Linked DNA regions of Mus musculus: region 2 is linked to region 1. The links are chromatin contacts, called in public HiChIP or PLAC-seq maps. All regions are on one chromosome and are shown on one strand. Each heading gives the region's core, a stretch centred on a gene start, on an enhancer-like site or on the middle of the called end of the contact. The rest is flanking DNA. Distances are from core to core; before and after follow the strand shown.

Region 1 (6,994 bases), core at 3,076-5,575:
AGGCAAAGAGACGTAATAGTTCAACTATCTTCCAAAGTCCATCAATCAGGACCGGTGAGGTAGTTGAGCAGTTAAAGGTGCTTGCTGCTAAGTCAGGCTCACTAAGTCAACCCCCAAGATTTTTAGGGTAGAAGGAGAGAACTGATTCCCGCCAGTTATCTTCTGACCTTCACATACGGGCTTGAGTGCATGCATACCCATGCGTGCGCGCGCGCGCGCACACACACACACACACACACAGTAAGTTTCTCAAAATCCAAGCAATCTTAAGCATCCTTAGTAGTAGCTTCCAAAGATCAGCTTTGACATACCATCATATCTAGGTCTATGTGTAGTCTATGGTCTGAGCAGAGTGTGGGGGCATCTCTGGCTGGCTAAACTGATAGTTGGTAGCACCAAAGTTCCCACATGTCAAGTGTGATGGGACTATGAAGGGCTCCTGACTAGAGACAGCTTGCAGATCTAGCAGACTCAATATCTAAGGAGACCTTTCTTTGTCTGTGGAAATACAGACTTAGGAATCGTGGACACCATTCTCTTTAGCGTCATAGCAAATATCATTCCAAGAGCAACTTTCTCCATGCTGAGCCCGTGGGAAGAACTCACCTCATCTGTATTCAAAATGCCCTGTCAGGCGCTTGGCTTCACAAGTAACCGTAGTCATTTTGGAGGAAGTAAGTACCCCACAAGTAATTTAGTGAGCCAGATGTCCTGCGGACCTTATTTACATGATAGAACCCTTCCTTGTGAGGTTGTATAGCATAAAAAGACAACTTGAGGTTTAGCTCATCCAATACAACTGGAGTTTATTAAGAGAGGGAAGATGGTCAAGATGCTACAAGAGTGGTCCAGCATCTCAGATTCGTGATAATCCTGTTTCCAGTCCACACCGCTGCCATAAGAACAAGAAGGCACGGAGCGGTGGTGGTGCACGCCTTTAATCCCAGCACTCGGGAGGCAGAGGCAGGCAGATTTCTGAGTTCAAGGCCAGCCTTGTCTACAGAGTGAGTTCCAAGACAGCCAGGGCTACACAGGGAAACCCTGTCACGAAAAAGGAAAAAAAAAAAAAGAGCAAGAAGGCAACACAAACTGATGCGCACTGTGGGGTTATGAATAGTGACGACTCTTTTTTTTGGGGGGGGGGGTTGGGTTTTCGGTTTTGTTTTTTTTGAGACAGGGTTTCTCTGTATAACCCTGGCTGACCTGGAACTCACTTTGTAGACCAGGCTGGCCTCTGCCCCCAAGTGCTGGGATTAAAGGCATGTGCCACCACCGCCCGGCGTGACAACTCTTTCTTAACTGTAGTGATGTAGGTGGAAACTTGGCTTTTGAATTCCTATTATTCAAACTATCTGGCTAACTTTCAACATAAACCAAAGGCTCGAGTAAACATTTGAGGAAATCCAGACCGCTAATTGAAAAACTAAAACAGCAACAACAACCTTGACACCATCTTTAGTCTCGAGCTTGTGAGATGGAAAAATCTCGTGAGAATTCCATCATCAAGGATCATGGGCGCAAAAGCTAGAGAAGTGGCTCCTGGGTTAAGAGCATTGTCTGTTCTTCTAGAGGAACCGTGTTCCAATCCCAGCACCCACACTGGTGGCTCACGGTTGTCTGCCACTCCTGTCCCAGCTGATGCAACACTCCCCACTGACCTAATTGGGCATTTCATATATGTGGTCCACAGACCTACATGGAGGCAAAACATGCATACACATAAAACAATAAAAAAAATTTAAGTGAAAAATAGCTTGATGTAGTAATGTATGCCTCTAATCCTAGCACTCAGGAGGCAGAAGAGAATGGATCTCTAAGAGTTCAAGGTCAGCATGGTCTACATAGTCAGTTCCAGAACTACCAGGTCTGCACAGAAGAACCCTGTTGAAAAAAGGTACATAGGTAGGTAGGTAGTTGATGGAGAGAGAGAGAGAGAGAGAGAGAGAGAGAGAGAGAGAGAGATTAATTTTTTACAAATCATGAGCATACCTTTCCAAATGTTAAGCAATTGTCTGCAAATATCCAAATCATAAACATGAGACTCTGTTATAAAGCTTTCTTGAATGACATCAGACATTTAGTAATTCCCCTATGAGGGCAATTTTGTTGTACTTAATGTTCAACGGCTACTATCAGACATCTGATTTCCCTCATGGGTCTGAGCTTGGCACGGCTCCTTTACAGGCCCGATCCACTCTTCAGTGCTGCACCGATTAGATCCATGGTCAGCCTTAGTAGGACCCCCATAGGAAGCCTGGGCCAGCCAAAGAGGAGCAGATGTTCCCCGAAGAGCTTCCTAGGTTAACTCTTTAATAAAATCTAAGCATCTAGGGTTAGAGGGGTCATCTCTGCACATCTGTAAGCAATAAACAGAAATAAACAAACACACATTTTCAATGTCTCTCCTGGTGACCTGCATGTATAATTGTGATGACCACTGCTACGAGATACTCATTGGCCAGGTATGAGCAGGCCAGGCCCTGATCCTCCTGATGGTCATGAAGTCAGGTACATCTCCACTTAGAAAGTGAGAAAATGAAGGTTCAGACCTGAGCCAGCTCAGTTCGACTCTACTACACTATAGCAGTTCCCTAACCAAGGGCTGAGAACCCCTCAAACAACCTGAGCTCAGGGAAGGCAGGAGATTTTTACCTCTGTCTGTGGTACTACGAGCAGCTGGCATCTCAGAGGGAGATAAAGGGGGCTTGCAAGGCAACTGTCTTAGTCAGGGTTTCTATTCCTGCACAAACAACATGACCAAGAAGCAAGTTGGGGAGGAAAGGGTTTATTGGGCTTATACTTCCATGCTGCTGTTCATCACCAAAGGAAGTCAGGACTGGAACTCAAGCAGGTCAGGAAGCAGGAGCTGATGCAAAGGCCATGGAGAGGTGTTTCTTACTGGCTTGCTTCCCCTGGCTTACTCAGCTTGCTTTCTTATAGAACTCAAGACTGCCAGCCCAGGGATGGCACCACCCACAATGCCCCCCCACCCTTGATCACTAAATGAGAAAATGCCCACAACTGGATCTCATGGAGACATTTCCTCAACTGAAACTCCTTTCTCTGTGATAACTCCAGCCTGTGTCAAGTTGACACACAAAACCAGCCAGTACAGCCACATAAAATATCTACTTGGCTTGGAAATTCTGTTTGGATAGAAAGAGGCAAGGGGTGGAAATGAGGGAGGTGTGGTTCGCACAAGTATTCAGTCACAACCTAGTGATCTGTAAGCAAATCCTTAACACTCACTCCCAGTGGAGTCAAGCATCGAATGTGCTCAGGGTCCTAACTGACGCGCAAGCTTCTTGCCTTTGACTGCCTTCTCCCCCATGCTATGCAGACCGAATGCCAGTGTGGGTATTGTAGCTAGCTGTATTTGATGTCCAAGCTCTCGGTGAGCCTGTTCTCACCTTTTATTTCTGTTCGGGTCTCTGCAGACATCATGGTCCAGTGCTTTGTGTTCAGAGCAAAAGCTGTCAAACCAGGATATATATATATATGTCATTGCGTCTTGTTCTAGAAAAGTTGCTCCAAATGAAAAGGTCCTGTCTCTTAAACAGTGTTTCTCTTCGGTTGGGATGCTCTTCAGCTCTCTGTCAATAGAGCAAATACCTGATAACCACTGATAGAGAAGAGGGGCATTGTGGCTCTGCTTGGAAAGTTCAAGCCTATGATCTCTTGGTCCTGTTGCTTTAGGCCATGGGGGTAGTCCATTGTGGGAGGAGCTCATGATGGAGCAAACGAGAGTAAGGAGGGGTCAGGATCCTACTACCCCATTCAAGGCTACATTCCAGTGACCTAAAGACCTCCTCTTAGACCCCACTCCTTAAACGTTCACCCCCTCCCAAAGGTACCACCTGAGGACCTACATCTTCCAGTACACAAGCCTTTGGGCAATCCTACATCTAAGCTGTGATAGCTAGCGAGACAGTCTAGCCTTTCAGTAAACTTGCCCATAAACTTGCCCAGGCCCTGGCAAGGAAACACTATCTTTGAATACAATGCTTGCAATATCAAGCCAATCTGCTAGAGGGCAATATACATTAAATAATAATGTGGAAGTTTGTCTGGGAGATAACACAAGGCTTGTTTGTTTAATTCAAAGGCAAGATCCTGAGTCTGTAAAACAGCCAAACAATTGTTTGTTTGTTTGTCTTAACAGCAAGCCAAAATGTCTACCAGCATCTCAGCTTTAAAAAAAAAAAAGAAAAAAAATCAGCATGCTTTTCAGGAGGCTCAACCCAGACACCTTTATTACTGTCTGTCTGTGTCTCCTTTCCAAAGAGCTTCACAAAATCACCTCATTGTGATTTGAGGCTGTAAACCTTCTCAGTCATCGGCTGTTAAAGTCTTGCCTGAATACACTGTTAATTAACTCCATGAAAGCAGCAGACAGAGGAGGGAAAGGCTCCACAGAAGAGAAAGGGACATTTGATGACCTTGTATTTCCATGGTGGCTTCAGCTGACCACAGCTTGCTTCCAGAGGACCCTGTTTCCAACACTAAGCAGAGGGCTCCGGTTGTTGGCTGATTTTTTTCTGTCTGTCAATACACAGAGTTGCTCAGAGAGAATGCCCTGCTTGGTCTTGCAAAGGTCTACTCCGCTGGGCCTATCTGTAAAAGCAGGATAGGCGCTAGGTAAGGAAGACAATGCCAAGTGCACAGAATGTTACCCATGGGAACCCATCCCAGACACCTCCTTCTACAGGAAGCACGCTACTGTAAGAAATGGCTTGTTTTAGTCTCCTGTATCTAAGAAACTGACAGTTCACACCAGCACAGATACATGATGCAGGAGAGAGGCATCTTACTTGAAAAAGCTTCATCCAAGTTCCCCTATCCCCCAAGAAGCATAGTTTAGCAAAACAGATTAGACATCAAGTTTCCTACCGAGAAGACCCCAATGTATGCAAGTGAACAACAGGTAGAAATTAGACAGCACTGTGTGAGAAGAGGCCCAAGGATGATGGCACAGGGTCCAGAGATGCATCAGCTAGCTGTGTAGTCTGGGAAGCCAGGTTGCCTGGCAAATTGGCTGTCAGCTCTCACTGTGTCCCACGCGCATTTAAAATGTCAAAACTAATGTAAACTTGAGCACTCAAAGTCCCACGACCCCCTTGCTGAAAACCTAAAGCATCATGAAGCAGTTAGGCCCTGAGCTGTTGTGAACTGAGTAGGATTGATCATTGTAAACAGCTTCCACAGGAGACTACATCTCCCCAGAAGAAGCCTGAGTGCAGGAGACAGTTCTTAAGTCATTCAAGGCCCTCAGCTGACTCCAGAGTCCCCAGTGACCTAATCTAAGTGAATTTAGGGCCAGGGGATTGGTTTGTCTAGTATCCCAATAAAACCTGAGCCCCAGAACATCTAAGCCCTTCTTCACCTGTATCCCAGCCCCTCTTGAAGCTAGAGGGGATCTCGGGGCATACACTCCTGAGAGAGTTGCGTGATTTTCACAAGCCGGAGAAACCAGAACTGAGCAGCGGACCTGCGGGGTGTGGCTTGCACTGGAGACAAAGTAGTTATGTACCAAGTATCAGTTAGTGACACGTCACAGTTAAATCTGGAAGGGCACGCAGAGGTGACATGTTTATGCCATGATGCTTTCGAAGGTGTTTCAGAAAACAACCCATTCTTCCTAGTAAATTTGGAAGTCAGGCAACCTGGTTCCCCTGAATGGCTAAGTGGTCTGAGGCATTTTAAGATTCCTCAATGTACTAGTGAGGCTTTCATTACTATGGGGAAAGTCCCCAGGCAGGCTAATTTTATAAAGACAAGGGGTTCTTTTCTTTTAATCAGAATTTTGAAGGCATGGTACTGGCCTTGGCTCAGCACTGGCAAGATTTCTCATGGCTACCTCACATCACTGCAGGAGTGTAGGTGCCTAGATACGCATGTGTGGCCCTTCTTCATGCATCTCTAGCAGGATTCATTTATGGACATTCTGTCCTAGTGTCCTTATTAACCCCACCACCTTCAAAAGGCTCGTCTCTTTTGTAATCTGATAGGGCAGCTGTTGAACATGTCCATTGTTGGTCAAGACATCTTTATGCCACACATGACTTCTCAATGTTATTATCAAGCTACAAAAGGAAAGTATCTGGGAAGATAAAGAGGAAATGGGGGCCAGGGGAAAGGCAGGATGATCACTGGTGCTCGCTGGCAGCCAGGCTAGCTGAAAAAAACACAAGTTCCAGACTCAGTGAATGAACTAGAGAGTTATGGCAACACCGCCGCCAGTCTCTGTCTTCCTCATCACACACGGTCGGGGTTCCTCACCGGTCGGGTTTCCTCACCGGCTTATCGGAGCGAGGGGAGGGGTACTGAAGGACGTGACTGGAAGTTTGAGAAGTTGGATTTCCAGGGCAAGCACGTCCAGACCTCACTGGAAAAGAAAGGGATTCAGCCCACCTGGATACAGGAGCAGCTCCCTGCATTGTTGAGGCTGCCCCGAGGACATTGAGCCTCAGGAACTGACTCTGGAACCAAGGAAGTCCAGGGAAAGTCTGAGATAGGACAGGAGCACAAAGCCTGCGTTTGCACAGGGACAGATGCAGCAATAGGGTTCCCATCTGAGCCAGAGCAGTAAGGGGCCCCGGGTGACTTCACACTGAGGGTGTGTGGCTGGGTCAGGGAGTTTCTGGATGTCCCTACATGTAAAGATGCTGCCACAGCGGAAGACAAGATACATCTACCAAACCAGGAAGTGCAGCTGGCCTCTTCCAGGACTGTCCCTTTAGTGATCTTTACTGGCCTAGTAGAGGAGGACCACTTAGTGTCCTCCTCTCAGAGCAGGCCCTGAGGGGGTAAGTGTGGCACTGATCAGTGTAGCATTCACCAATGATTCCGTTTCCCAAACTGAACATCTGCTCCATTTGCCACGTTTGATTACTGAATCCTTCTAATGGCTTAGATCTGTAGAACGGAATCCACTCTTCTCCCCACCTTCTCCCTCCACACTGTTCTTCAAGCTACTGTTCGATTCTGACAAAAT
Region 2 (6,747 bases), core at 2,560-5,059, 200 kb after region 1:
ACAAGTACACTACACCACTGCCTTCTGTTTTAAGACAGAAGAATAAATGATCTTGCTAGGTTAGAGACTGTCAATACAAGCGTGCTCACTTGCAGAAAGCCTTGACAAACTATGGCGTCTTCCCACCCTGTAAAGGCTTAGGGCAGGAAGGACTCCTTGCATATTTGTTGTACACTGGGCTCACACAACCTGAGTTCAAGTCCAACTTTATACCTCGGACAGACTACCGAACACCACTCTCGTCTCTCAGGTGGAAATGGTGATACCGACCTCTTGGAATTATTGTGAAAATAACATAAAGATGGAAGCCCAGAGCCCTTAGCTCCTAACACATTGTATTAGTGTGGTCATTGTGGAGCAAAGTCTAGAAAGTCATAGAAACATTTCTCTTTAGGCAAAATATCTGTCCGAATAGAAGTATAGCATAGCTATGTATAGTTGTGATGCTGAAACTAGAAACTGTGATTCATAATTACTAGCCTCCTTTAGTTCTGGCAGTAGATAAGAATGGATCCCACCTGGTCATCTTGAAGGTGTAGCTCAGCAGTAGGGCCCATGCTGAGTATGCACAAAGCCCTTGATCCCATCCCCAGCATCAAAAAAGAGACAAAAGCAAGCAAACAGATGCCGCTATCCTTCTCTCTCTTTAAAGAGTCAGAGAAATAAAAAATTGAAAAGCACCCTTCCCGTGCTAACCTTGTATTCCAGACCACACTGCAGCAGAGGGGATCAGAACCAGAGACTCTGAAAAGGTAAAGAGCAAAGCTGGCAAGCTTGTTTCTGTGAACTTGGCTCTGTGAGTGTGATCACAGTATGTGTATATGCACCAGAATGTCAAAAAATAAAAGAGAAACATCGTGTTATACGGTGCTCCTGTACTAGGCAGCCAGTGTGGAAGAAAGAGGAAGAGGAGGAGGAGGAGGAGAATTGATGGTGACGATGATGATAATGATTGATTGGTTGATTGTGATAATGATTGATGATGATGATGGATTGATGGATTGATTGATGGATGGATGGATGGATGGATGGATGGATGGATGGATGGTGGTGATGATGATGGTGATAATAATGATGGTGATGATGATGCATCTGACTAATCTTAGAATCTGATGAGGAGCTAGCTCCCTGTGCTAATTAGCTTAAAGACAGACAGCAGGAAAAGCAAACTGTGGTGTGACCATCCCTCAGGCCCTCACCAGATCATTCCTTGTGGAGCTATCTCCTCTCAGTTGATTTTTTTCAATGTGGAGGCCAGAGGAGACATGAAGTACTCTACTCTCCACCTTATTCCCTGTGCCTGAGTGCCTCACTGACCTGATTAAGTGACTTCCAGAAAGCCTCAGCAACCCTCCTGGCTCCGCTCACCACAGCTCTGAGGTCACAAGTGCTCATCATGGATGCTGGCAATTTGAGCCCAAGTCTTCATACCTGCTCAGCAAGCGCTAGGCCACCTCCCCAGTCCCCTTCTGCAGCATTTAAATGTAAATGACACACCTCTCATTGTGCATCTCTAAAAAAGTAAGAAATGTGTCCTATGTCTATAAGGGCCATTTTCTTATGTAGCAAAGCTAAGAATAACTCCCGATGTGCTCCAGTATCCTCCTAGAACTGCATTTGCCTAGTTAGCTCCCAAATGCTTTTCCAGCTGGTTCATTCCTCCTGTGGATATACTTAAAATCTGTGAATAACATATTCTCAACCACATAGCTTACAACTTTGCTGTGCCTGGTGGCATTCTTTCTACACTCCACCCAGCAGTTACCTAGCAACAGCCAGGTAAGCCTGGCTTGCTAAAAAAGGGACTGTTTGACCTCTTGGGCTCTCTCTGACTCTCTGCCCCTTTGCCCCTTTTCTCTCCCTAACCCCTTTCTCCCTCCTTTTCCTTTCCCTCCCTCTCTCTATGTATTCCTGGCCAGCCTCACCTTTCCTCTCTTCCTCCTCCTCCTCTTCTTCCTCCTCCCTCTTCTGTCTCCTCTGTCTTCCTCCTCCTCCTCCTCCTCCTCCTCCTCCTCCTCCTCCTCCTCTTCTTCTTCTTCTTCTTCTTCTTCTTCTTCCTCTCTCTCTCTCTCTCTCTCTCTCTCTCCTTCTCTGCCTCTACTCCCTTCTCAACTCCCTTTCCCATATCCCCAAATAAACTCTATTCTATACTACACCCATGGTATGGCTGGTACCTTGCAGAGGAGAAAGGAGGGGGCAGTGGATGCCTCAGCATAGGCCAACTGAGGAACCTCTTCCCATTTTGTTTTTCAAGACAGGGTTTCTCTGTGTAGCCCTGGCTGTCCTAGAACTCACTCTGTAGACCAGGTTTGTCTTGAACTCAGAAATCCACCTGCCTCTGCCTCCTAAGTGCTGCGATTAAAGACGTGTGCCACCACTGCCCAGCAATACCCTTGGCTTTATAAAACACATCAATGTTCACTCCCTTTCCTTATATGCATGTGTGGGACCTGACTGAGAGGACCTTTTCCTGGAGAAAGAGAAAAACAGACCTGTTAGTGGCATCATTTATCAGTTATGGCCAAACCAGAATTGTTAATGGACCAGTGCACTGTGGTATTGGGTTACTTGAGTTCACTTTCGTGTACTGGAGAAAGTCTCAGTGCTGGATGCATTGGTGAATATCCGGCCTAGACCACTTGGTGCAGCAAAGAGCTCTACTGACTTAGGCTTCCGTTAGAGCCACAGGCATACATGGAGACAGGCGCTTGGTCACTGTCACTGTGAGGATCTGCCAGCTCAGGCATGAAGGAAGACCTTGTCCCACTCCTGTGTAATCATCTCTTAGAACCTTTGAGACATAGTTCTAGGACCCAACGATGCCAAAATCTAGTCTCTTACATCCAATGGAATACTTTCACAGGTCATGTAGGTTTCTTTCTGTGCCCCTGACTCTCCTGCTAGATGACGCACAATACCAACTGCAACAGAAATGCTATGCGTGATGGTGGCCAGGTCAGAAAAGGAGATATGTCTTGAAAAGAAGGGGTGGAGGGCTTGCTGGAAAGAAGAGTTTCAGTAACTAAGGGACTGGAAGAGAGAGAAATGGGAGGCAAATAGAACTGGCATGTATTATGTGCATGAATGAAACTGTCAAAGAATAAGAAAATGGAGAGAGAAAAGGTCTGTACGTGTTTAGTACAGGCACCATCTTGCTCCGATTCTTTTGTCTTTGCGCTTGCAACTGTTGAGTAGTGGATGTTTGAGCTTGCATTCATCTGTTGGGTATCTGTGGGCAACACTGCTCTGCAAAGTACACTTTAGACTGTATAGAAGAAGATGAGTTAAATCTCACCACAAACAACAGAGAAAAAAAAAATCTCTGGCCTTGTGGGCCATGAAGAATTGACCCAAGAAGCTATGATGACAACTACTTCTAAATGATGATGATGATGATGATACAAAGAAGAAGAAATAAGGCAAGTACAGTGGTTGGGTCACCACCTTGGCAGTGAGCTTTGTTCATACATCTCTGGCACCTTCCCACCTAATAACAGCTGCAGGGAAGTTCCCACTAGAGACGGGCCATCCAGGCACAGGTCTAGTTCAGATTTCAAAGAAAGAAATATTGAACCCTAAACAATCAATCCCATGTATGTATTAGAGGACCATCCACAGTACATGAATGTCTCTTCACAAAGGAAGAGAGAGAGGAAGGTTATTCTGCCTGGGTGTGTCTGCAGCCTCCGGTTTAAGGAATCCCTGCTCAAGGCTAGTTTGTCTGGTATTTAGGGCAAGAATCTAAACAGTTCCTCAGTGCATGAGGACAATTCAGGCCTGATGGAAAATCCCTGCAGCTGGCTGAGTCATAGCGCTGTCATGACACCATGTGACTTTTTCCAAAGACACAGGAAGAGAGTAAGAGGACATGTGTCTTAGTCACTGATCTACTGCTAGGAAGAAACACCAGAGAGAAAGCATTTATTTGGAGGCTTGCTTACAGCTTGAGAGGGTTCGTCCATTATCATCAGGGCAGGTAACATGGTGGCACACATCACACTGGAGAAGTGGCTGAGAGCTTTACAACCTGATCTGCAGGCAGCAGGCAAAAAGAGAGCCTGGGCCTACTGTGGGCTTTTGAAACCCCAAAGCCTTCCCACAGTGACACACTTACTCCAACAAGAAGGCCATGCCTTCTAATCCTTCTAATCCTTTCAGACAGTTCCACTCCCTGCTAACTAAGAATTCAAATATATGAGCGCGTGAAGAACATTCTGATTCAAACCACCACAGTGGATTGTTGGATCCCTGAGCCCATGTATGGGGGGGATTCTGCTACAGTTGCTATTATAAAACCATGGCAAGGGCTGTAAGACCACACTGAGAGAGCAGCAACCACAACCCGTACCTTATCATATGACAAGAACGCTTACCCATCATTTCCTATATGGGAATTTTTACATAGATTTAGCTTTCTGTCACTGAGACAGAATGCATGAGAAAATCAACTGAGAATCAGGGAAAGTCCAAGGTTCCTTGGCCCAGTCAGGGCTGTGGCTGAGCGTCCCTTTATCACAGGCAATGTGTCAGAGCCCAAGGCTGTTTTTAATCATGGTGGTTAGAAAACAAACCCAAAGAGGGGGTGTTGACATCCCAATGTCCCCTTCAAAGGTACACGTCCCCAAACACCCACGTCCTTCCCTCCAACTAGGTTCCACCCCCTACACATTCCATCGCATGCCCTTAGCATGATCGGTTGTGCGAGAAGCCAGCTGTCAACACCTGAACCTGTGTTGTCTCATGATCCACCTGTAACAGAAGCATGTCCCACACTAGGCATGTTCATTCTGGAGATCACTTGGCCTGAGTCCACAAGTCAAGGTATCTTTTAACATGCAAAATGAATGATTCGGTCAGGCTTTCTTTGGCTAATCAAGGAATCGAAACTCTCTCTACCTAGCAATACTTGGGCTCTTGGCAAAAAATCTTTGGCTCTTTGTACCTGCCACTCTTGGACACCTGATTTAGTGAGAGATAGGTTATTTGGTGTTTGAACAGAATGCCTTTGGACTTGAATGGCTATTAAATGTGTTCATCATACCATGCTATCTAAAAACCAACCATATACCCATATGCTCACATTTCTCTTTCTTCCTTTCTCTCTTATTTGCCATGCTGGAGATTCAACCCTGGGCTTTGTACTGATTAGCACACCCCTGAGCTGCATTCCAAGCTTTTAAGGCCAGGTGTCACTCTGTAGCCTAAGGTGACCTCAGACTCCTGCCTCTGCCTCCTGAGTGCCGGGATTACACATGTGCTTCATCTCAATGCCTGATTGGTTATTTTGTTTGGGGGTTTTCCTAAGCTGTGGCTATGGCGATATTACCTTTGCCTAGCATCCCTGAGGCTGGACAGGAAGCTGACGTGTGCTCAAGGTACTGAAACCCCTGTTCTGTCACTCACAGATTTCTTGCTTAAATTTTCCTTTACCTGGAGCTGGACGATTCAAAAAGGATCAAAGCTACAGATTTTAATTGTGAGTCGACTCTTTTGGAGAATGGCGGTAGAAGAGTATGCATGACTACTACACGGTTCTTCACTTCTCAGTGGCTTTCTTCCCTTCAGAGTGCAATTTAAAGACAGTTGAACAGGGCCTTCAACAGATAAAGATTGTCCTAGAGGAGAGAAAGAAATCTAAACAGGTCTCTACTCTGATACTCTTAGCAGGATCAAAGAAGTTGTTCCAAAGCATTCCCTGTGTGGTCTCTCAGACTTACCCTGCCCTGTGCGCTAATTAAGAACGACCCCTTCCTACATTTTAAAATAAGTTCCCTTGTTTTAATGTGAGTCCTTACGGCGCTTATTTTTCCCTCCCTATAGAAATAATACTTTCTTGCAGGTTGGTGCCACCCAGCTGACAATATGGGTCTCTGTTTCCTTTTGCTAGACCGGCTCTGTTATGCTCAGTTCTGCTTCCCACCTCCCAGAGACAAAGCCATCCCAGGTAGACAGCTAGACCTCTGGCCTCATATCCTCCCCCCCCCCCGCCCCCCCCCCAGGCTTTGGGAGAGCATAGGGCAATTTACATGGCTCCTCCCCAGTGGGCGGCTCCTTGACTTTAAGTTGTCTTCAAGTTGTCTTCATTTCTCTCCTCTCCTTTTCTTGTTTGTGCTTCACCCAAAGCCAAGATCACCTGGTAAAGAAGGCTGGGCTAGCAGCCGTGGTTGATGAAGGGGAAGCCATGTTTTCTCTTTTCTCGTCATTGATCCCATAGCCCCATTGCGTAGTTCAGTAACAGGCCAGGTCTTGGGGCTGGAAGGGGTCTTCTGTACCAGACGGCTCCCTTCACTGCACTCAGGAACCATGATGTGCCTGACTTTGGCTTTGCTCAAGCTAAGTTCTCAGTGTGAGGGGGCAGCTGACAGCGAGGGAGAGAAGAGGCTTTGTGTGTAGCTTGTAAAAAGAGATCCTAGGGAAATGGCACCTCAGAAGGAGTCATCTGAGACTAAAGTATTGATGTCACTTCCTGTGCTGTTCAACCCCAAGTACACGTGCCCTCGGGGAGGTGGGGATGGCTTAGAATGTAATATACTGGACACACCAATGTAAGACCTTTCACCAGGATCCCCAGAATCTATACAAAGCCGGATGCAGTAGTACACATCTGTAATGCTAGCACTTGTATCTGGACAGGAGAATCAATCCATGGGAGGCTCTCAGGACAGCTAGTCTGTAGCACACTGAGGCAAACAACAGGAAATCCTTCCTCAAACAAGGTGGAGGGCAAGGACTAAGTCCTGAGGTTAT

The links. HiChIP or PLAC-seq counts read pairs in DNA pulled down with a chosen protein or histone mark.
Region 2: an H3K27ac HiChIP or PLAC-seq map of trophoblast stem cells shows a contact between it and region 1, with 5 times the contacts expected there. The contact joins two enhancer-like sites. A contact is called at or near these places in 2 of 484 Hi-C or Micro-C datasets (olfactory sensory neurons and uterus) and 1 of 115 datasets of contacts at active chromatin or transcription factors (trophoblast stem cells).

The regions. Positions count from the first base shown.
Region 1 is chr13:42,831,661-42,838,654 of GRCm38.p6, forward strand. All of the region lies in intron 3 of Phactr1 (phosphatase and actin regulator 1), which reads left to right. Among named protein-coding and RNA genes, the nearest start is that of Phactr1, 150 kb to the left of the region's middle. Within about 2 kb of position 4,326, at least 17 of the 459 cell types and tissues checked have an H3K27ac peak or open chromatin away from gene starts, as enhancers often do. A contact at or near this core is called in trophoblast stem cells, where this site is marked.
Region 2 is chr13:43,028,797-43,035,543 of GRCm38.p6, forward strand. The region is part of intron 4 of Phactr1 (phosphatase and actin regulator 1); the gene reads left to right. Among named protein-coding and RNA genes, the nearest start is that of Gm52053, 19 kb to the left of the region's middle. Within about 2 kb of position 3,810, at least 57 of the 459 cell types and tissues checked have an H3K27ac peak or open chromatin away from gene starts, as enhancers often do. A contact at or near this core is called in trophoblast stem cells, where this site is marked.